2 separate regions of the Mus musculus genome follow, and region 2 is linked to region 1. The links are chromatin contacts, called in public Hi-C maps. All regions are on one chromosome and are shown on one strand. Each heading gives the region's core, a stretch centred on a gene start, on an enhancer-like site or on the middle of the called end of the contact. The rest is flanking DNA. Distances are from core to core; before and after follow the strand shown.

Region 1 (5,074 bases), core at 1,960-4,459:
CCTTCCTTCAGCCTCCTCCTCCGCTTCCTCATCCTCTGTCATATGAGGAACATCTGTCACATGCTGCAGCTACCACACCGGACTGCTCTATCCTACCCGACTCCGCCACCGTGAACTGGAACCCTCTGAGACAGGGAGCCAACACAAATCTTTCTTTCTATAAGATGCTTTGGCCTCAGCAACAAACACATTTGGCTTACACAATGGAAACTTGCTGCCTCACCTTCCAAAAGCCAAAAACCTGAAATCAACTCCGCAGCAGGGTTGTCTCCTTCTAAGAACACTAAGAGAATTTCTTGAGGCCACTTTCCTTAGCTTGTAGGTAACCATCTTCTCCCTCTGCCTCCACGCAGTTGTCTCTCTAAACATGTCTAAACTTCCCTTTCTTACAAGGGCACCATTCAGACTGGGTTGGAATGCGCTCTGATGACCTCATTTTAGCCTATCCGTCTCTATAAAGACCCTGTCTCAGATAAGGTCTCCTTCCAAGCTACCAAGGAGGAATTCAGCATGGGAATTGAGGCAGGGGATCCCATTTAGCTTGTAACATGTTCCTGAAGGTGTTCTGGTTTCAGAAAGCACAAAGTCACTTTGTTCCTGAGTTTCTCCATAAAGAGACAGACAAACAGGGAGTCTGAAAGGGCTCGTTTATGCCTAGGTTTCTTTGCCTCCTCTTTCAAGTAGAGAAAAAGAACTCAAATAAATGACTGCATAAGATTAGAACTAGCAGCTCACGACACCGAGGGACTGTGGAGGAACGCAGGGTCAGGATGAGGCTTCCGGATTAGCCCAAGGGCTGAGCAAGTGCGAGGCAGGAGCATGCCTCTCAAGGCAAGTGTGGAACCAAGGCCACTCTAATGACACTGTAATGACACTAAATGACATGGGCTACATACAACACCAGGAGCTGAGAAGGACTGGCCTTCAGTTAGCAGATGGAGGAAAAGCAGTTCAGCCTTGATGTCTAACAGATTCTTGTGTTGTTTCCTTTTGTTTCGTTTTGCCTTTTTACATCATTGTGCAGCTAGAGGAAGGTGCTCAGACCTTTAAGGATGGAGGCTGATCTCGATGACACATTCCTTTAACACTAGCACTGAGGACTAAGGCCAAAGGGTGGTGAGTTAAAGACCAGCTTGGGGCTATATTATGAGCCTCTCTCAAAAATTCTTAAGTAAGTAAATAATTGTATTATTGGGAACAAGACTACCTAGTACCATCTCTTCATTTTATGTCTGCGGTTGCTACTTCAATGTAATACAACAGAGGAATGCCATCAGCCCTCGGTCTGATTATTGCTTTCTTCCTAAGGGTGTAGGTCAGGTGAATACTGAACTCACTATAAAACCAACTTCCCACATTCTAGGATTGCTTGCAGACATGTGTTATCATGCCAGTTTGTATTGTATTATTTGTTTGTTTCTTTCTTGAGAGAGGAAGGGGTCTCATTCCATAGCTCAGGTGGACTTTAAACTCATAGCCAACCTCCTGCCTCAGCTTCCCAATATCTGGGTTTATAGGCATAAGCCGCCACACTCAGCCTTAATCTGATTTTCTTAAATATTTCCCTTTGTGTGATTTCTGTTCTCTATTAAATGTTATTTATTTAATGTGTAAGTCTGAGTCAAGCCCTCTCTTGTGTGGGGGTGTGGTGTGGGGGTGTGGTGTGGTGTGGGGGTGGGGGTGATGTGGGGGTGTGGTGTGGGGGTGGGGGTGATGTGGGGGTGTGGTGTGGTGTGGGGGTAGGGGTGATGTGGGGGTGTGGTGTGGGGGTGTGGGAAGTGCTTGAGTATTGCCGTGCAGGTGTGGAAGGTCAGAGAACAGCTTTGGGGAGTCTGTTTTTTCTTTCCACCATGTGGTACTCTGGAATCAAGCGCAGGGTCTTGGGCTTGGGCATAAGTGCCTTTGCCTGCTAAGCAGCCTCTCCAGCCCTGTTGCTGTTGCCGATACTGAGTTTTGTCTTTTGCTCGAAAGAATAAAACAGCCTTCAAAATCTCCAGAGATCCGTAACTTAACATGTACAGAATTATAAATTGTCTGACAACTTTTCCTGACATTTCTTTTCTGTGCAGACATGGAAAGTGTGTGCCTAGGAAAGAAGAAAGCAGGGGGATATGACGAGGAAAGGGATTTAATTTTAAGAAGAGAGAAGAGACTTCCACTTGAAGATGACAAAGAACGCACTGGCCACACAGGGGCAAGATGAAGTGGGAGTTTTTTAGAAGATATCACATCTTCTCTTTTGCTCTTTTGCAAGAGCTCACGATGGAGTGGAGTTAATCTTCATCGTTCTCCCGAGAAAGCACAAAATGAACCATCTTAAACTCAGGGAAAAAAAAAAAGCCCCCAACACCATCTGTTGCTCCGCTGAAGCGTTGTAGTGGGGGAGGGGACAAGCCAGTTGTTAAATGGGAAAGCAATCAGGCGCTCAGCTCCCCACACTGCCTTCTGCCTAGAAGCCAGGAAAGAGGTCCAACGAGAGGGTAGAGGATTCCTTTCCTGGGTGCCTGGATTATTAGCCATTGTACGTGGGTGGGTGCACTGGATTACAAACCAGGGTACGTGGGGAAAGACGTAGGTGGCACTTAACCGAAACGAGATAAGTCAAACCAAGGCGCCAAGGGCTGCTTAGGAAAGGATTTCCCTCCTTCAACCCCGATCAGTATCATCTGATGGTTGTTTACTTGTTAAACTATCGTTAGATTGAACATAAGTGTAAAAATAGTCTTAAAAACAAGGCGCAGCTCTCCATTATCCCAACAACACATGGCTTTGACTGTTTCAGAAAGGGAAATAAAATATTTAAAACAGGTTTTTATCTGGGCTGTGCGTCTAAACGTGCAACGGCCCCTTGGAACGGAGCCCTGGTGGAGCAGAGAAAAGCCGTGGGTTGTGGAGGGACGGCTGGCTTCCCGGTGATGTGGGACAAATGGCAGGTCAGTCACATCTAGTCGTTGATGGGGAATGAGAGCAGGCGTCCACTGACAGAAAACAAGCCTCCAGCCTCCACAGTCAGAGTCTCTCCGGGCTGTCCCCGTGCTTCAGGGTGACCCACAATAACAAAGCCCACGGGAGCAGTTTACTCAATAGCTTCGAGCATTGTCCTAACCGTGAATCTTTGCAGAGACTGAGACTTGGCCACCCTGGCAGTCGCGGCGACTCCCCCAACTCCGCAGCCCAGGGTTGGGCTGATACCTCGCGGCCGTGGTACTAGACGCTGCCGGAAGATGGCGCACGAAGATACCGACTCAATCGAGGGTGCCGAGAGCTACTGTGGACTGGGCGGCCGAAGAGGGATTTTGATTCATTAAAAAACATAAATTGTACTTGATGAACAACAATAATAATAATAAACTGACTACTGGATTCCACAGAGATGAATTTTTAAATCCCTGAAATCAAGTTATTTAAATTATTTAATTTAATTTGCTAAATTTCAGTAACTGCTATGTAATGGTGCATGCCGGGCGTTTAGGTTTTATAGCGTCTAAATGCTTCTCTTTACGGTGATTGCTGCAGTTGCACGGTCACCAGAGAACTCTGTCCCCATCTCCAAGCTGTGTAAACAAATTGAGGCGAGAGTAATTACACACTGAGAGGAAGGCAAGAAGAAGCCATGGAAGCCAGAGAGAGCCCCAGCGACAAAATAACACCTTAAAAGGGCTCAAAGATCAATGCTGGTGACTTTACTAAAATCATCCAGGGGGGCCAAACCTAAACTAAACAGTGCCTGGTGGTTCTTATAGCAGGATCTTCCTCTCAGGAAAATAAAATCTATAGTCACATTGATATTACACCTTAAACTGTTTAAGTTCGTGAATGTACATTTTAACTAGCTTCCCAGCTAGAAAATTTGTGCCCAGAAAAATCTAGAAACTTTGTTCCTCCTATGAGCAAGGAATGATTTCGGCAGCCAAATATAAGTCTTTTCATTAAAGGAACCCTCACATTCTCCTTTGTGAAGTTCCAACGTGCACGCCATATTTGCACGAACAGCTATGTCTAATTTGCACAAACAGGAAGTTGCACACGAATATATTATCTTAAATCTGTGTGTGTGCGCGCGCGAGCACATGCACACGTGTGTGCATATGGGGGTATACATGCTGTCTGCACACTACGCTTCTCCATTGTTTTCGGCATAACTGATTTTGGCACCAGCTCGTTAGCACTTTGGAAGGGCCTTCATTAGCACTGGGACAGTAGCCAAAAGGAATCCAGAAAAATCAACACATGGCTGCTCCTGTTCTCACGATAAACGACAGCTTTCCTGGAAAACAACAACATTCGAGAAGCAAAACAAAAACCCACAGCAACAAGAGCGCAACAACATGAACACAGGAAGTCAGACATCACCAACTAGGAGTTTTTTAATTTTTAAATTTATTTACTTATTCAGATTTTTTTTTTTTTTTACAATTCTGGGTACTCTCACCCAATTAAAGATATAAATAACAAAAGTACATTAGGAACCCAAGGGGAAGAAACTAGGCTTTGTAGTGGGGGGAGATGCTGGGAAACAGCCTGGCATTTGCGGCCACACCAACCCCCAAACCAAAAGTGGTCCACGGAAACTTCCATGCCTAATCCACGGTTCTTTGGAACCTGAGTTCTGACAAGAGCCCTTCTGGGAAAACAGAATTCCCCTCTTTGTGTGAATATCTCATCTCGAAACCGGTAGTAGGAAGTTGGGTTGCTCAGGTACTTTGATAGTATTCTGGGAAAACGGTGATATCTAAACTGGTCAAAACTGGTAGCAAACCATATAGCTTGTTAGCCTAATACAGGTCCTCACACTCATGCCGTAGCCAAAGCAGTAGCCAAATCATACAGGACGGTTCCTCAAAGGGTTAACTCTTTGCAAGTCAGCTGTCAAAAGGAAGCATGCTGGTCTTTTAAGACTCCATGGAGGCTTTGCCCTAGACTGCCCTTCCCACTGGGTCTCAAGAGAAGGCACCGGGCTTGGCCCCTCCTCCTTAGCCCTTTGCCCTCTCTGCCCTGGGTTTCTGTTAGAGTTTCTCAATTGTTTGCACTGAACTTTCTTGAAATTTCTCAAGGAAAGGGGAGAGAGGAACGA
Region 2 (4,898 bases), core at 1,140-3,639, 490 kb before region 1:
GGTGCTGTGTTTCATTGTGGGGATGGCACAGCAGAGCTCGAAGTGGCAGGAACATGTGACAGTAGATTGTTCAGTTTTGGTCTATGAGCACTAATGAAAGACCAAGAGTGGAGGGTAGAGCAGAGTAACCGTCAAGGCCCACCCCTGGTGAGAGAGTTCTGCAAGCAATGTTCTACAAACTCCCAAACAGTACCTCATGCTGGAGACGGAAGCACAGAGGCATGCAGGAGACACTTCAGCCTACAACAATAACAGCTTGAGCAGACACTATTTGAAAAACACCTTAGGGCTAATGACTCAAAATCTTAAAATATATTATTGCGTTTTCTACCATATTAAACTGCAGTGTGGATAGTTCATGAGAGAGAGAGAGAGAGAGAGAGAGAGAGAGAGAGAGAGAGAGAAAGAAAGAGAGGAAGGAAGGAAGGAAGGAAAGAAAAAAGAAAGATCACTTATATTTATTGTTCACACACTGAATATCTAAACCATGGCTACTGTAACTGAGGAAGGGAATTAAAGTTTAAGTTTAGTTTGCTTTTGTTTGAGTAGGAACAATATGATGGCTAAAAGTTTGACCCACTGTAAAGGAGAGCTGCTGTATACATAGCTCATGTATGCATGAGAGTTTTGAACCCCCTTTATGATAGCAGTATGGCTGGCTTCTGTGACTTCTTCAAACAATGCTTATTGTTGCAATTGCTGCCTGTCTTAAGAATGCCCACACTGTGTGTGGTCAGGCACACTTCTAGCTTCCTATCTGGCCCACAACCCTGGGGCATAGTGCTGAGCATGATGCCCCTCTAGATGGCTTATATTCCCATCTGCCCTGCCTGTCATCAGACACTGCAGACCTTTCCATTTTACCAGGGCTGTGTGGGCATGTGCATTGGTCTGGCTTAAAGTGCGCTCACATTGTCTTCAATTCTGGAGGCCTGATAGTATTCTTCTAGGTACAACAGTGGGCAAGCAAGCAAGAGCTAGGGCAGACATTTAACAAATAAGGATACTCTACACCAGTCAGTCTGTTTTTTGTTTGTTTTGGTTGTTTGTTTTTTGTTTTTGGCTTTTGGTTTTTTGGTTTTTCGAGACATGGTTTCTCTGTATAGCCCTGGCTGTCCTGGAACTCACTTTGTAGACCAAGCTGGCCTCGAACTCAGAAATCCGCCTGACTCTGCCTCCCAAGTGCTGGGATTAAAGGCGTGAGCCACCACGCCCGGCTGTCAGTCTGTTATGTTAGAGGCTATTTTCCAAGACTGTACAAATAGCAGTTCTTCTGAGAGAAGATAATGATCATATATGTTTTCTATTCTTTCATATATATACATATATATGAACATGATATATTATATATTGCATTTTATACATATAACACTATATTATTAATCTTAATATTATAATATGTATACATAATACAATATGGTTTTATTAATACTAATAATATGACAATATTAATAATATTAATTAATGTTACTTAAATATACAATTTTAATGATATATTATATATAATATCATAAAGTACAACATTATACTATTAATATTAATGCTACTGCAATATTAATGATTTTATTGATATTATATTAATTAAATAATTAATAGTAATGATATAATATTATATATGAAATATATTATGTAATGTTCTCAGATATGTATATATATGAAAGAATAGAAAACATATATGGTCATTATCTTTTCTCAGAAGAAATGTCATTTGTGAGATAAAATAGATATATATACACACACACATATATGTATATATACACATATACGTATATATATAACCATGGGTATGTACTCATGTGTATGTGCATCCACATCATGTACTTAGAGGTCAGAGGATGACTTACAGGACCTGGCTCTCTCCTTGCAATATTTGGGACCTGGAGATGAAAATCAGGTCATCAAGCTTGGCAGCAAGTGCCCTCACCCACTGAGCCATCTTGCTAGCCTTTCCTGGGGCAGCCTCAAAGATGTCGTTTATGAAAAGAATACCTGCCATTAAACTATTTCACATTTTTGTTTTTTTTTTCTTTTCCATATTCAGTCTCAGTATTTTCTCTTCCCGTTTTACAATAAGAATCTCATTTCCAGTGCTTTTATGGAGAGAGGGAAGAGCAGAGCAATTCATAATAGAAGCTGTTCAGTAAAAATTACCTGTGTCAAGATTCCAGTTGGTGTTGGCTTGAATCCTGTAAATGTTAGTAAGAAGTTTCATTAGCTGCTTGTGGCACATTTGTTTAGGGTAGAAAGGACTGTCACGTACACTCACACTGTCATCCCTTGAAACACAAGCAAAACAGTGTTTGGGTTCAGGAATAAAAGACTGTAGGTGGCATATGGTCAGACTTGGAGAGCAAAGTCAATGTGGAAAAACCCAGCCAGGGAAACCATCTGCAGCCCTGGAATATGATAGCTCCCCTGTGGCAGTACAGCGTGCTTGCTAATTCCTGGGCTAGTCCACTAGCGGTTAATGATAACCTTGTCGTTAAGTTTAGATTATCTCATTTTATGTTTACATGTAAAATGTGGACCAAACTCATCATCTACTTTTAATAATGAGACAAAATTTTCAAGGTCTTATGTTTTCCTATGAGATGTTTTTGTTCATAAATAAGGAAAATCTACAGAGGTCAAGGGATGAGACCCCCAAATGTCACCCTTCACAGATGGTAACACTGTCCTTTTCCAGGAAGGAATCGAATCTGGGGACCCTGGCACGGATGATGGCCGGTTTTACTTCCACTTGGGGGATGCCATGCAGAGGGTCGGGAACAAAGAGGTACGATTAACTGGGTTTGTGACTTTATTCCAATAGATGATAAACTAGTGGGTGGGGACTTTTACTGCTGGGAATCAGTTAGAACTTTACAAACGTTCTTAGCGTAACTTATGAAGCCAATGTTCTTACAAGATCTTTGGGATTTGGATTTTACAGTTTATTTTTTCCAGTTGGTGTTTTCAGATGTGTAATCTGAAAAGCGCCTCTTTTTTGGGGGGGGGTGTGTTTGTGTGTGTATCTGTGATTGTTTGTGTGTCTGTGTGTGTGTGTGTCTGTGTGTGCATCTGAGCGAGTGTATCTATGTGTGTAGCAAAAGATAATTGCCTTTGAAAAGTATAGTTGAAATTAAGAAATACAGAGTTCTCTAAAATTGATTTAATTTTTAAAACCATTTACATATTTAATGTTTTACTTTGGAATTTCTGCAGTAGTCATTTTTAGAACCAACTATTTGACTAATCCTTAGCATAGTGGTCTTAACGTTTAACCATGTACTTTTCATTTTCAATTTAAGCTGAACATTTATAGCCAGGGCAGTGGCAGGTACCAACGCAAACATGCATGGATGCAGTAACTGAAACAAGTGAATTTTCTTCCTGATCATTACCTTTCTCCTGCGTACAATTGTCAGCCTGTGTAAACATGACATCAGTCGTGAGGTCATGTACCACAGATTTCTAGCCCTTTTATGACCCCCATGATTTGCCTGCCAATAAACAAGGCCTACCTCTTCCGCCCTATACCACTGTAGAAATTCTACTTCAGCTGTCTTCAGAGTCTGAAGATAAAAACACCAACACAACAGTGACCCTTTGTAACCACTGCCCTTCATATGTGACACCTAAGGACAATGCAGCTTCAAATTTCTAGATTTCATAAGAATATAAGACCCTCTGGGCAGCTAGGGGCTCAGAGAAGCAGTGTGACTGCGCAGTCTCCTGCAAGAAACAGGAGTTATTCCGAGTAGTAGCACTTTGATGATTGACACTGTTTTCTTTCTACCTTTCTATTCATGTGTACCTTCCTCCTTTAACCTACCAATCATCTGACTAAAATAGAACGACGCTAGAAGTGAAGAGGAGGGGAGGCGTTGCTGACGGCAGTCATTATTCTGTACCTTCCTGCTGTAAAAAGAACCCTCCTTTGGATGAGGAGGGCAAGAAAATGTCTGCCACAGTAGCCAACACTCGGGAAAAGTCTGTATTCAATTTCTGTAAATATAATTGTCACTAATTAATTTGTCTTTGAACATTCCGTGGTACAGGGCAAAGACAGATAAAAGAAATCTACTTTATCTCATATCTTAGATGAAAACAGCTCTTACTTCAAGGACAATGAATTCACTACTGAACACTTGTTATGAGCCTGGTGTTTAAGCCTAGGGGCTGTTATACCAGCATAATTATCATTAATATGCAAAGAACCGCACAGTTCCTGAATTTGGAAAGTTCATAAGGATTCATGCTTACACAGAACAGAATCAAGCCCATAGACACCCCATGTTAGCATAACCCAATACTAAGTGTGGAGTCTGCGTCAGAGCTTACCCACTGGGAAGCAGCCGCCCTCTGCGTTTGCCTCTGTGGAGCTCACTGCTGGTCTGAGAGAGGACGCACACAACTGGGAGGCAAACGCACAGCCTCTGCCACAAAGACTGCTGAGACAATGGATCTCTGTGACTATTTCTGGTAGTATGGAGGAGAAAGAGGAAGACAACCCACGGCAGCCCTGGAGCAGCCAAGCTTCAGAGGCTTCATATCGAGTCCACATTGTCTTCAGCTCTGGTCTCACTCTCCACATGCATGCTCACACATCTCCAGCCAGTCCGAGGGCACTGCATACTGCTCGCACAGCAAGCTCCCTTCTCCTCTCCGCCATTTTTCTTTTAGATGGTCTCAGGTTCCTTTATTGCCAACTCCTGAATCAAAATTGGGATCAACCTTAGCTCCTCCCTCTTTCTCTCCCTTCCTGAGGGCAAGTTCCAAGGATCAGAATTCCTGGGCTCATCAGTAGCCCCCCTTTCTTCAGGGCATGTTAATTCCAGTTTCTCATCAGCCACCTCAGTAACTCGTAAGCACCCCACTGTTGTTTCTTACGTTAGTTACACTTTCTGTCCAGCCAC

Evidence for each region. A called contact is a pair of places that touch in the nucleus more often than the background predicts.
Region 2: a Hi-C map of cerebellar granule neurons shows a contact between it and region 1, with 1.7 times the contacts expected there. The contact joins two enhancer-like sites. A contact is called at or near these places in 4 of 484 Hi-C or Micro-C datasets (the N1E-115 cell line, cerebellar granule neurons, cortical neurons and 1 more) and 2 of 115 datasets of contacts at active chromatin or transcription factors (acute myeloid leukemia and stem cell-derived neural progenitor cells).

The regions. Positions count from the first base shown.
Region 1 is chr4:9,026,091-9,031,164 of GRCm38.p6, reverse strand. No RefSeq gene overlaps it. Among named protein-coding and RNA genes, the nearest start is that of Gm34428, 20 kb to the right of the region's middle. Within about 2 kb of position 3,209, at least 164 of the 459 cell types and tissues checked have an H3K27ac peak or open chromatin away from gene starts, as enhancers often do. A contact at or near this core is called in cerebellar granule neurons, where this site is marked.
Region 2 is chr4:9,512,467-9,517,364 of GRCm38.p6, reverse strand. Asph (aspartate-beta-hydroxylase) reads left to right here. Exons shown (of 24, transcript NM_023066.3): 19 at 2,687-2,776. Among named protein-coding and RNA genes, the nearest start is that of Asph, 150 kb to the left of the region's middle. Within about 2 kb of position 2,389, at least 8 of the 459 cell types and tissues checked have an H3K27ac peak or open chromatin away from gene starts, as enhancers often do. A contact at or near this core is called in cerebellar granule neurons, where this site is marked.